2 separate regions of the Triticum aestivum genome follow, and region 2 is linked to region 1. A link is a contact called in public Hi-C data. All regions are on one chromosome and are shown on one strand. Each heading gives the region's core, a stretch centred on a gene start, on an enhancer-like site or on the middle of the called end of the contact. The rest is flanking DNA. Distances are from core to core; before and after follow the strand shown.

Region 1 (6,831 bases), core at 1,785-4,284:
AGAGTATTCATGATTTCTTTTCTACATCTCAGTTTCAAATGATTCAACAATCAGAGGAAAGAATTATTGCATGGATTGTGCCTCGTTTTAATTTTTGATGAGTTAGTTTCACTTCAGGTTTGATATTTTGTCACTATTGCACTTTGGACTAGTGGGATCAATAGTCACTACAATGCTTTGCTACGGGAAATTAGTAGACTGTTCTACTAAGTTTATTGTGCAATATTTATATAAAAAATGCACTTTTAAATATAGAGTTGCAAAGTTTAAACGTTTCCACTTTTAAATATAGAGTTGCAAAGTTTAAACGTTTCCCTAAAAAAATATAAATTTTAAATGTTGTTGAAGTCCATAACAAATTAAAAATGTTAAATTTTGGTAAAGTATTTTTCTCACATAGTTAAGGCAATTTCAATGGTCGCATCAGTCGAGAAGTTATAAACTGGATTTGGTAATGTGTTAATCTAATAATTACTGTGCTTTTTTCAGAGAGTGGATCTTTTGCTCTCAGGCTCCATGGAGCCCAAAATTTCGAAACATTCAAAAATCGGCCTTTTAATTTTCAAAAAAAGAATCTGAAAACAAATACACAAGTACTTATAGATGTATACAAGATTTGTTCAAAATTTATAGCAAAATACATTTTATGTGGCTTGTACAAAAAAAACTAGAATCGTGTAATGTCATAGTGAATAGTACATGTACTAAAAATACGTGATTTTGTCATTTTTGTGCAGCTCACATTAAAAGGTCTTTTGTCATGAAACTTCGCAGAGAAGTAGTATACATGCATATGTATATGCGTATTTTTTTCAGCATTTTTAGAAAACTTACAATTTTAAATTTTGAACTTTTCAAATAAAGGGCTCCATGGAGCTCGAGCTCCATTAGACATTTGCGTTTTCTTCATTCTTTTCTAGTATGTGTTTCTACAAGAGAGATCATTTCACCAAGAGACTGTCTTTCCACTAATAGATATTTTTGTCACTAAAGGATGCGTCTTTCCACAAAGAAACATCATTTCACTAAGGGTGAGTTATTTAACAAAAGGACACAATTGTTCGTAGGCCCCAATTGCCAAGATCTAGTGAACATCATTGATTCTCGGCATAATCCAACAATGTGTCTTTTAGTTTTTTTGCTTAGTCTTGCTTTTATGGAAGCTTTAGCAATTTATGTACTAGTTGTGGCACTAGCGCTTTTATTTGCGAACCCTTTTGTTTTATCCTAAAGATATTAAAGATATTTCTTTCGATTTCGATTAGATACTTTTTTCCTTTTTAGTAAATTGGTATTTGTTGAAGTGGTTTAATGTCGATGTTGCACTAAGAGTCAATTTTAGAGTAAATAGGGAAGGGATTTCAGTTGAATGTTGTATGTCTAAAATTTGAATGAATAGTCTGAAGCTCTCGTCATCATTTTCCTCACAATGTCGTGTTTTTCTTCTTTATTGTATATAAGAACACTGCATGAAAATTTGGATCAACATTACACATTTATATTTCGAGTTTAAAATTTATAGTAACATGCTTTTTAGCGTCTTAATGTGTATATCATGCTTCAGGATAGGACTCTATCGATCAACCTATGTTTTTTTGGTAAAGTGAGCCAAGCAAGTCTTTTTCTTTCTTCCAAAAAGGCCATATGTTAAATATTATCCCGCACAAGAACCTCCTTACAATAGTAATAAATTACATGCAAGTCCTTGCCAAATCAACACCATGTCCTTCTGCATCCATCAATGACGTACCGTGAGAAAATATCATTGTCGTCTCTAGGCCCCTGTCTCACCGGAGTAACCTTGTTCAAACCCATAAGCTTGTAGAAGCACTGGGCAGGAAGTCAGCGATGTAGACCAGAAGACGCTAGCGACCGTGAATTGGGTAGATCGTCGTTCTGGAGAAGTCGGCAAAAGGAGGGCCAGAGGATAATCTCAACTCCAACCACAACCTCACAAGTTTCCCAACAGAGCCGCATCTGGTTGAGCTTCATCGGAGCCGCTTGCCGTGAACAAGTGCTAATCACACCAAACCGAGTGCCCGATGTTCGACACCATCCTCAGACTCATCGACGCCACTCCAAGGAAGGACATCAACATGGAAAAGCGAAGGGATAATTGTTCCATCGTTGATATTGCCTAACTCCAGCCTCGAAGACTCTATGAGATACTTGGATCCGGGTTCCCCTACCGTAGTGGACAACAAAGGCCAAGGGAACCTGCGGCGATGCTAGTGGCTTGAGGGGATGCAAGTCACCTCTCTCAAGAAACCCTAGAACTTTTTTTCTTGAGATTTTATTAGTTTTCTATTTATCTATTCTAAAATGCAAAACCAATAGCAGAGCCACTCGTCCAAAGCGCACCGTTTAAAATCCAAAAGAATGAGGTTTTGGGAAATTAGGTGAAACATCCAATATTTTAAAGTATCTTTTTTAGTTTCTGGTATGATCCATGTCACCTTAATCTATTTTCTCTATTCATGTGGTTAAAGAAAATTCTTTTTTCTGTAGAGTATTGCACTAATAGCCATGAAGTGATTCGATGAAACACCTTTGGTCTACTATAGCATTTCAAATGAAAGCAAAATCATGTTTCATATATATTCTATCACGTCCTCCTCTAAAACACATGAATCAAAAAAGGTAAAATTCTGCGCCATGCTTTATTATTTCTCTTTGTGCATGTTGGGCTTTTTGTACGAAAATGCATCTGCGTCACACTTTGTTTTTCTCTTTGATTTTACTTTCATTGAATCCTGTAAATCTCGTCTTCATGAATGCAAGGCAAAAATATTTTTTTGACAATACGAAATGCAAGGCAATAACTTGTGTGGGTGTGTGTGTATATTGAGGGAGAAGAGTAGATTTAGGAACAATATGAAGGGCTTTAGAACAAAATGCATCTCAAAATCTAATGAAGCACGGGGAACGCAGAAATATCCAACTGACATGTGGGCTCCAAGGTTCATGACCCCACATGTCAACCGCACATCTACTTGAAGTAAACCCAAATCACACTATTTGCCAGCACTCAGTACAGAGCCCAATTCCGCCTTCTCTCTCCTCCCTTTCCGACGAGGCGACCTGCCCCCTTTCCCCTCTCGCGCACCTTCCTCTCTCGCCATGGCCTTCTTCTCCCACCACCACCTCCAGCAGCCCCACCCCGCGGCGCCGCCACCGCAGCAGCAGCAGCAGCAGCCGGCGCCTCTCTCCTTCAGGTGCCCCATCTCAATTCCGGCTCCGTGCCATTTCTCCGTCTGTTTTCCTGCGGTAAGAGGAGTCGCGCTAAAATCGCCTTCCTAATGCCCGTGAAATTTCGGCAGGAACGCGCTGCCGGTGCCGGTCGATGGACAGATCCCGGCGCCTCTCGCCTTCTTCAACGCGCCGCCCGCTTTCCCGGACCAGGCCGGGCAGCCACAGAGTAAGCTTTTCCCCCGCGAATCTCCCCCTTCGTCATTTGAAAATCCAATTGAATTGACGCTGATTTTCGAGGGATTGGATTTTGCTGTGTTCTATCTAGTAGTGGACGCGGCGGGGCTGACGGCTGCGGCGGGTATGGGGTGGAGGCAGCCGAGGGAGCAGGAGCTGCTGGGGGAGAACTCGCAGATGTCGTCTATCGATTTCCTGCAGACGGGCTCGGCGGTGTCGACGGGCCTGGCTCTCTCTCTGGAGGACCGGCGCCATGGCGGCGGCGGCGCTGGCGCAGGGAACTCCTCGGGCGATTCGCCGCTGCTCCTGCTGCCGATGCTGGACGACGACATCTCCCGTGAGGTCCAGCGCCTAGATGCTGATATGGACCGATTCATCAGGGCCCAGGTCACGCGCTCTCGAACCTGTTCCTTTCGGCGATTTGAGTTGTGCAATCCATTCTATGCTTTACATGCGGTCTTTTCATCAGCTGACGAAGGTTTGTAGGGGTAATTAGCGAAGCGTTCACTTTGTCAGGTCAATATAGTCTCTGCAGGTGAAGGGCACATATAGATAGTTTCTTCACTTCACTTTTCTAATGTTGGAGGTTTCTTATTTTCTTACTAAGACATGTGGCAATTCTGGATTACCGGTAGCTCTCATGAGTGAATGTTCATGGTATGCCGTTTAAATAAATCTTGTGAGTCTTAAACATAAGAAAGGTGAAATATTAATGAAGATAAAACTGGGTAAATATCATTGGTACCACCCAAATCTTGTGGTTCAATTAAACACCACCAAAATCTCAAACTCCTCTTCCATTTGCCTTTCGGTTGGCTCCGTTACACCACACTAGCAGCAATGTACTCGACCATCTGAATCCTAGTCCAACATTGGAATCCCAGATGAGATCTGAACACTCAGCTACGGTGAGTAAATGATCACTGTCCGCAGCTTGGGATCAGTCCCCAGGAACCTAACAGATACCAATACTCCGAGCAAAACAGAAGCCCTTGTCTTAATTTGCAGTTTTACCGAACTGAGCAGATGGAGCAGACCTGAATACAGGTCGGAGGAGGCAATGGGAGTCGTGCATACATGGTTCCACACAAATTAAAAAAAACGATAGGGTTTAATTGGCTGTTTTGCCACCGCCTTGCACTTTTCTGACCAAAGTGCATGCTTAAGCGCAATTAAGCGGTAGGAGTTTTGCTATCGACTAGGCACGCCTTTTTAACTAAGTTCCACGTGTGAGGTGGCATCTGCTGCTGGTGTATCTTCTGCAGGCATTGCTGGTGCTCATCATTAGAGCAACTCTAGCAGATCCTGTATAAATCGGTACTGCAAAATCGTTTTACCCTAAAATGATTTTGTGGAAACTCGAAGGTCCCGGCAGAACAGATCCGCTAAAGTTCATACTGCAAATTTAAAAACCAGATTCGCGCTACAAAGTTCCAACAAAACCGGAGTTCGTACCTAGCTAAAACATAGATGAAACTACAAATTAAACCTCAAAACGGATTTCGCGCATTGAAAGTGTCATCCCTTGCTTTGTTCTGACCGCCCTTCCTTTAAGTTTAAGTATTCGAAACTCTGGGTTGCCGGCTCAACCATCGAGGCTGAGGTAGAACTTCTCCGCCGACTTGCGGCAAGCGTGGGCGTAGGCGTGGTCTTCCTTTGCGGCGGCGCCTTCTTCTCCGACCGCTGCCGCTTGCTCCGCGGCGAGGAGCTCCGCATTCGCCTCCCGGCACCTCTTGGTGTGCGGGAAAAGAACCTCGTAGAGCTCGTTAAAGCCGGCCCACGTGCTCCGCCCACCGCTGCGGGAGAGGTGGCCCCGTTCGCGCGCCTGCTTGGAACGCCACGGCTCGACGACGGACCAGCTGGAGCTGCCGGCCTCCGCGTTGTGCCGGGCGAGCTTGCGCGGCGGTGACCCGCCACGGCCGTCACGCCCGCGAGCACCACCGGCCATGGATCCGCAAGAAAGGGAAAGAAATGTGTGGCTAATTGCTCGCCTGAGAAAAGAAAGGAGATGACGGAGGGGGCGGATTGCGGCGGAGCTTATCGAGGACGCGAACCCTAAAAAGCCCCCGACCCCGTACATATAGCGGCGGACGGGCGGATTTGCGGGCCGCCTGTAAAAATTTTATGGGCCGGTGGACTTTTAGCGGACCTGTTCGGGTTGAAAAAATGCGGGAAACTGTAAAACCGCCGGAATTATACGGGCCGGCGAGGATATAGCGGATTTGCTAGAGTTGCTCTTAACAAGAGGGAGAATGATCTATCGGACCATGCCGACCCATGCATTCACAGGCCAAGCAAACATCTGATAGACTTGGACTACAGCCTCCAGGAACTATGGATGATTCAACATGAAATTCCACTTACTTCCTCCTGCATTCTTAGCTGTTGCCTGTTGGAGGCCCAGTTTTACCTTTTCAATAACTTGGTCAGAGAGTAATTAACACAATGATGTTCTGTAGCCAGATTTGGATCCATGTAAACTTTAATGATTGCCACTAGTGTAGATTCTGCCGTTGCCTCTTAGTAACCACTTGTCTTATTTGTGTCAGTTTTGTTAGATGGATACCAAAGAAATTCCCTCATCTTATGCTCCCCCAGTCTTGCATCCACTTTCCCTAATTGCTCCTGGACCAGATCAAACCTGATGTGCAGTAGATGTGGTCCAGGGATGAAGTGCTTGGATGTTGGCATGGAACATGATCCAAGGTCCCAAAACTCACCGAACCTCATCCCCCGCACCACCATGCGGGAGGGGTCTACACATGTGACACAGCTCTTGGGTTTTCATCCTCGCTTTACCGAAAAGGATCACCCCATAGTTACTACATTTGGGTCCTCAAGCATTAATATGCTGGTGCAGTCCATAGTAACTTCCTGGTGTGGGGCTAACCCACCACCACCTCCACTACACATGTGCACCTGATATTTCATTCGATGAAATAACTATTGATGAAATAACTATTGAAACCGCAAGACAAATTTCATTCGATGAAATAACTATTGAAACCAAGGTCGTTTGAGCAGTAGATGTGTTCCTAGACCCTCTCTTTCAGTTGATGGGACAAACTTGTGTTGTTTTATCTCAATTTTCGTCCTTTAATACTGGTCAGATTATCCATTTAATAATAAATTACATTTTTTATCAGCATTGAGTTTCTTCACTTCTTGGCTCTTATAAAACTCTATTATTAAGTTATTTTATGAAATACTCCCTCTGTAAACTAATATAAGACGCTTTAGATTACTAAAGTAGTGATCTAAAACATCTTAAATTAGTTTACAGAGGGAGTAATTGCTAATAATAGGAACCTAGAGCTTGCTTTTATTTTGCTACCACATGATATTTTTATTATCAAAGTGGACAGAAAAGGAGAAAGAGAGGGTATGGGCTTATTATATGTAAAC
Region 2 (6,831 bases), core at 2,419-4,918, 320 kb before region 1:
ACCGATTCTCAAACCACTACAAAGTGCGCAGTTCCTAGCGCTTTGCTGAGTATTTTTGTGGCTCAACATGATCTTGTAGCTTTTAGCAAAAAAGTCGGCTTCACTTTGTGCTTTTGGTTACAACCAAACAAATGCACTAAATCAGAACTAAACAGATTAGCAAGAACATGAACCGCTTCATGAACAGATTGGAACATGATGCTCATAAATCACATTTACCACGATAGTATACTTCGAAGAGCACTCTACTTGCCCAGGAATATGACAATTACAGAATCGTCTGCCGAAGGGATAACGTCCAAAAACGAAGTTACAAAGAGATGACAACACAAACAGATAAAATGCTTTGCTTGAAAGCGCACTTAAATAATTTAATCTGCTTACAGTACAGTAAAATTTCAGACAACAATGTAGCGCATATGTCAAACATACTGGTTTGGATAAAGCAAGTGTTCAAAATTTGTAGCCTGATCTCTCTTGCCCGCACTAAGATCACCTACTGCTGAGGTCCAGGGTAGCCTTGCATCGGAGGGCGTGGCGGAGGTGCTCCAGGAGTAAAGTTAGCCATTGGACCACCAGAAGGAGGTGGAGGTGGTATTGAACGCGGAGGACCATTTGCAAGCGGAGGTGGAGGGGGTGGAGGTTGAAGACCGCTCATTGGTGGTGGCGGGATCCTAGGGGGCATTCCCATAGGTGCATTCGGTGGAGGTGGCGGCAGAGCCTGTGGCTGGGATGGTGGCCTTGGTGGAGCACCAGGAGGGCCTCCTGTCCCATTTGGGACAGTACCAGGAGCTGCTGGTTGTCTGTTAATTTCCGGTGGTCTTGGCTTGAAGTATAGTTGTAGCTGTTGTAAAAAAAATGTGAAAGTTTGTGAAACAATATTGTTTTTAAAGGCAGCTAAATGAAACGGCAAAAACCTGCATAGAAAAACTCACAATGTACGACTTCTTGTCCGGATCCCAATACGAGAAAAACTTGTCTGTTGATTTGTCAATCTCTGTGCTTGGAATCTGCAAATAAGAAACAGTATAAGTACACACATACACATTGGCTAATGGGTCTGATGCAGCAGAGCTTTGCAAGAGATACACCTTAAAGCCAATGACCTCGTAGGGCTCCGCTGCAAAAAGCAGATATTGGTACCTCTTATCCCAAGATTGGATTTTCTGTAAAACAATAGTAGTACATTAGCAAATGGAAGATTATTAACAGTAAAGCAACATATATCAGACTGATGATGCTCACAGATTAGCCCAGGGCCCATTAATACCTGTTCATATGATGCCATGAAACGGTGCCTTGGCTTGCTATTATCTTCGATTTCAGGATACTCGATCTGAAAACAGAATGCCAAAATTTGTCACTCCACTACCCCAGTGTACATGGTTATTTAAATGCTCATAACAAGAGAAATCGATAAGAGAAACTGGCTGATTATGTCGCTATTTGTCACTATTCTGAATGTGTTAACTCTTCAGTAAGGCTGCTTTATCAAAAGATAAACTTCTACTCCCTCCGTTCTTAAATATAACTCTTTTTAGAGATACGAACTACATGCAGATGTATATGGACATATTTTAGAATGTATGATTCACTCATTTTGCTCCGTATGTAGTCCGCATTGGAATCTCTAAAAAGACTTATATTTAGGAATGGAGGGGAGTAGATAGCATTGTAAAATTGGTTTGCCAACGGGAGGCAAGTAAAACTGTAGAAACATACTAGTATATGAATAAACTAAAAGTTGGAAACGAACCTAACTTAACTGGTATCACTATAAGATCCTTGCCATTTGTAATTCAGATGCCTACATGACATGACAAATGACATGGAATGAAAAATGACAAAACAGTGTCTCTAGATACAGGAAGATGGTAAACCAACTTATTTGATCATGTACAAATCCTCTATTGACCAACTCTGAGAACAAGATGTACAAGCACGATAAATACTAACCTCAAAGAGAAATGAGTGTTGCTTCGTGTCAGGATCATACTGTTTAGTTACTGTATATCCAGGTCTGCCAATCTTAACTGCAAAGCAAAGAAACATAGTTATAACTTGTGAGGATAGTTGCCAAGATAACACAATTAGGTGCGGAAAACAAAATAGCATAGCTGTACTACCAAATTGAAACAGAATACAAGGGTCTAAATAGCTAATAAAAAACAACGCCTTGATGTTTGAACATTTCGGGAATCAGTAGAACAAAATTAAGCCTAGCTTCCAATAGATTTGTCTCCGCTGTGAAAAACTTCTTTTGGAAACTGCTGTACCACAGAAAGTTATCAGAAGCATCCAGAGTTCCGAGCATGAATGCTTATGGCACATGACCATTAGTTAAGCAACACCAAACAGCATATCACTAATATTTAAGCCCACAGTGGCTTTTCAAGGCTGTTTTAGGTGTGTAATCTTTATCTAGATTTGAAGACAACAAAGCAACCCAAGATCAACTTTATAGACTTGGCTCCCTTTAACTAATCAAGGGATATTTATTATCGGAACAGGGTATTTACTTTTCATTGCTGCCTTATTGATGTATCAATAGTTAAAGACACGCCTAAACCGTGGATAAAAATGAAGATTACTACTGTGAAGTTAATGTTCACATTCTGTTATCCAACAAAACACTCTAATTAGGCCGTCCCACTCTCATACCTAAAATTATCAGAGCACAAAGCAAGGTACAAGATTGTTAGTTGACAGGGCAAATTTGACACATCCATCCTGCAACAGTCCTCAACCATTGTGCTTGCAACACTGAATACCCAAATAAACGTTATAAACTCACATCGAGATGAAACTTGAAATACCACCAAGATCTTCAAAGAGATCTGATATATCATTGCCTCGCTCAAAACGTCAAATTCGTTCATTACAGAAGTAAAGAGATCCAAGGTTATATGCAACTCGGTATGGCTCACACCAAGTACTCTGAACAAACCTAGCGCAATGACATTACTGAAATCGATAAAGAAAAAACATAGACCAGGCATCTGCAGAACTAAAATAGCAGGCCCTACATAGTTGAACAATGCGAAGTCATGTCAGCTTAGGAGAACCTTAATTCTACCAGTAAACTACTCGGGTAAATTAAAAACACAGGGAGGTAATTCTTTACGCACCAGACTTGCGGGGCGCGAGCTTGCGCTTGTTTGGCTGGGGCTGCGCGGGCGCGTCCTTGGCCTCGCGGGCGGCACGCTTGGCGAGGTTGGTCTGGTGCCGCTTCCCCTGCGTGTGCGCGAGGTAGTTCCCCTCGTTGTTGTGGAGCGTCAGGCAGAGCTTGCACTCATAGCTTGACACACGAAAAAACGAGCGGAATCAGCAGGCAGAGCTATGCGAATCGAGAAGACGAAGAATCTAGGGTTTTGCGGCGGGGGGATTACCTGCCGAGATGGTTTCGCATGAAGTACGGGTCCTTGGCGAGGTCGATGGTCTCGAGCGCGAGGCGGCGCAGGCGCTCCCGCCGGTCAATGGCCTCATTCTGGGCGGTGGCGGCGCCGCCGCTGCCGGGCTTGGAGCCCCACTCGCGGTCCATGGCGTCTGCTCGGTTCGGCCGCCTCTCGAGGGTCGAATCGCCAGACCTCCGGCTTCTGTTCGATAGTGTTTGTTGCGGCTCTGGTCGGTTTTGGAAGGTCCTTCAACCGACCCAAGCCCAACTTACGACCCGCACGGCCGCACACAAAATGTCACGGCATCTTACCTTTTTTTTAGGGACACGGCATCTTTTTTTTTTTGAAATTACACGGCATCTTACCTGGATGGGCTTTACCTGGGCTTTTGTCTGTCTGTAAAAGAAACAAATCCAAACAACACGATTATAATATTTTTTTGACGTATATCCGGTGCACCTGAAATTTATGTGCGACGCCCGATGTTCAAAATCTTTACCACCTAATCTCTACCTCTCTATCTCTACCTATCTCTACCTCTCTACCTAATAATAATAAAGCACGGTGGGTTTTCATTGTCCGTCACCCTTATTTGCAAAAAAGTTCCTGCGGTTTATTGAAATCAACCCGCAGTCCATCATTAAGTCATACCGAACCGTTTTTTTAGTTTTCTCAGAAATCCCCCTGAGCTTTTAGGTAATCAACCCGCCGTACATATTTAAGTCATACGAATCATTTTTTTCTGTTTTAACAGAAAACCCCCTAACCTTTCGGTTAAACAATCCGTAGTTTATCTAAAACAAAATTATCCATATCTTTTAAATCGTAACTTCGATTTTAACATATTATATACGAAATTTGATTAGAAAAATGTGTAGAATCCAAATATGTTGTTACTTTTAGCTGTTAAATATTTCTAAACTATTAATTTGAATGCAAACTTAATCTATAGTGCACGGTCCGGTTTTTTTCTGCACTGGCGGCATTCCAAATTGCAAATAAACACACATTAAAATCAGATTGAGAGGAAAAAAACATTGATAACCACGCATGCACAACTCTGAAAAACCTCGTAGGGAAAAACAACATTTTTCTCATCTTATTCTCAGTGATTGTGTGCGTGCGAACACGCGCGCGTGTGTGTGTTTGTGTGTGTGTGTGAGAGAGAGAGAGAGAGAGAAAGAGACGCCTTAGGACTGACCACATTCAAATGTGTTTTCGTTGTGTGAGCATTAGACCACCGCCGGGAACACAAATATGATGCCATTTTAAAATAAAGAGCGTCTACGTATCAAGGTCTCAAGTCGTGGTTATTGGGTTAAGAGTGTGTGTGTTTTTCTATCCCGTTGCAACGCACGGACTCTTTTGCTAGTAATAATAAAGTAAATTAGGTTTATTTCGTCCGTCATGACATTTTTCAGAAAAATCCCTCCATTTCAGTGAATTTACCCAACGGTCCTGTTTTAGTTAAAACGAAACGTTTTTTTTTCATATTTTACACAAAAGCTCCTATGTTTTGTTGAAATCAACTCGCAATCCAGATTTAAGTGGCACCCGAACCCTTATTTTACATTTTTTGAAAACCACCCTGATGTTTTAGGTAATTCATCTGCGATTCATATTTAAGTCAAATAATGTTTTTTTAAATCATCCATATCTTTTAAACCGTAACTCCGATTTGAACATGTTATATATGAAATTTGATTAGAAAAATATGTAGAATATGAATATGAGATTACTTTTACCTGTTAAGTATTTTTAAATATTGTTTTGAAATATATTTAAGTCAAACAAATGATTTTCTAAATTATCCGTATCTTTTAAACCGTAACTTCGATTTTAACATATTATATATGAAATTTTATTAGAAAAATGTGTGTAATATAAATATGATGTTAATTTACCTGTTAAATATTTTTAAAATATTATTTTAGGAGCAAACTTAGAATTTATAGCATAAGATCCGTTTTCCTTTCATACCGGCGGTGATCCGGATTGCAAATAAACACCCCACTATAATAATATAAGGAAAAGAAAACATCGATACTACACATGCATACCTATGAAAAATGTCGTAGGGGAAAACAACAGATTTCTCATCGCGAGAGTGAGAGAAAGCGGGAGAGAGAGAGAGGGAGGGAGAGGGAGGAGAAAGAGGGAGAGAGAGACGCCTTAACCATATTCAAACACATTTTTGTTTTGTTTTGTGTGAACACCGAGGCAATCACCCGCGAGGGTGAGAAGGAGGATAAGCGGCAACACAAATATGATGCCTCGCAAAAATAAAGGAGATGGGCCTATTGTGTTCTTGAGTGATGGTTGTTGGGTTAAGAGCGTGTGTTATGATTTCTCTCCCGTTACAACGCATGGGCTCTTTTTGCTAGTTTATGATAAAATGTCTCTGTCTTTTTGGAAATAAAATATGTACATGTTATATACTCCCTCCGTTCCTAAATATTTGTCTTTCTAGACATTTCCATAAGTGACTACATACGGGGCAAAATGAGTGAATTTATACTCTAAAATATGTCTATATACATCCGTATGTGGTAGTCCATTTGAAATCTCTAGAAAAACAAATATTTAGGAACGGGGGGAGTATCTACTATGCCATAAATTTTAAGTTATAAATTCAACTCATGGCTTAAAAAATAAAGACAAGTTAAGCTATGAATAGTGGTTAATTTAAATTGGCTATGAATTGAGCCATTACCATTGCCACTTTTTTAGTGTAACATTGCCACTATTGAATTTGTTTTTTATGTCTCTCAAGCTCTGAGTTGAGTATGCAATTGATACTTTATTGAATGTTAGATGCATGCTGTGTGTGTGTTATACTGAATAATTTCATATATTTTTTTACAACTTATAACATGAGTTTTTATGCTGGGTGCATTGAATGCACAAGAACTCTATCTTTTTTTAGAGGGGAAATAGTTGCTTTTTATTCATAGTTCATCTCTTCTGCAACCTCAGAGCGAACGCACTTCGGGGGTACATGGAGCCAAGTTTTACAAAGAGATTTACAGCAACCCTCCCTAGCTAGGACATGTGCTATTTTATTTGCACTCCTACGCACCCAAACCACATGGTGCTCCTGGATAGCTTCAAGCAATTTTTTGATCTGCTGAACTAGATGCCCAATGTGAGAGAAATCTTTGTTGACGTCGAGCAGTTTTCGGACCGCTTCCTTAGAATCCGTCTCGGGGATGAGTTTCTGCACATTTAGCTCTTGAGCTAGCAATATGGCCCGGCGGCACGCATGCAACTCTGCCACTTCAGGATCCTTGGCAGCCGGAAAAAATGGCAAGTTCCTGCCAAAAACTCACCATGGCAGTCCCTGAGAACTACACCTCCTGATCCCGACCCTTTGCTCTTCGCCATTGCTCCATCTGCATTCGCTTTCACCCATCCTTCATGCGGTTTCTTCCAAGTT

What was found. A called contact is a pair of places that touch in the nucleus more often than the background predicts.
Region 2: a contact with region 1 is called in a Hi-C map of leaf, with 4 times the contacts expected there. The contact joins the promoter of LOC123092677 here to the promoter of LOC123092673 in region 1. A contact is called at or near these places in 2 of 5 Hi-C or Micro-C datasets (both in leaf).

What each region holds. Positions count from the first base shown.
Region 1 is chr4B:453,862,787-453,869,617 of IWGSC CS RefSeq v2.1, reverse strand. It overlaps LOC123092673 (probable BOI-related E3 ubiquitin-protein ligase 3), which reads left to right and starts at 3,034. Exons shown (of 4, transcript XM_044514494.1): 1 at 3,034-3,215; 2 at 3,321-3,418; 3 at 3,521-3,813. The coding sequence starts at 3,121.
Region 2 is chr4B:454,181,918-454,188,748 of IWGSC CS RefSeq v2.1, reverse strand. It overlaps LOC123092677 (splicing factor 3A subunit 2), which reads right to left and starts at 3,668. Exons shown (of 7, transcript XM_044514499.1): 1 at 3,390-3,668; 2 at 3,129-3,298; 3 at 1,957-2,033; 4 at 1,271-1,336; 5 at 1,092-1,166; 6 at 936-1,010; 7 at 336-844. The coding sequence starts at 3,541. The coding sequence ends at 497.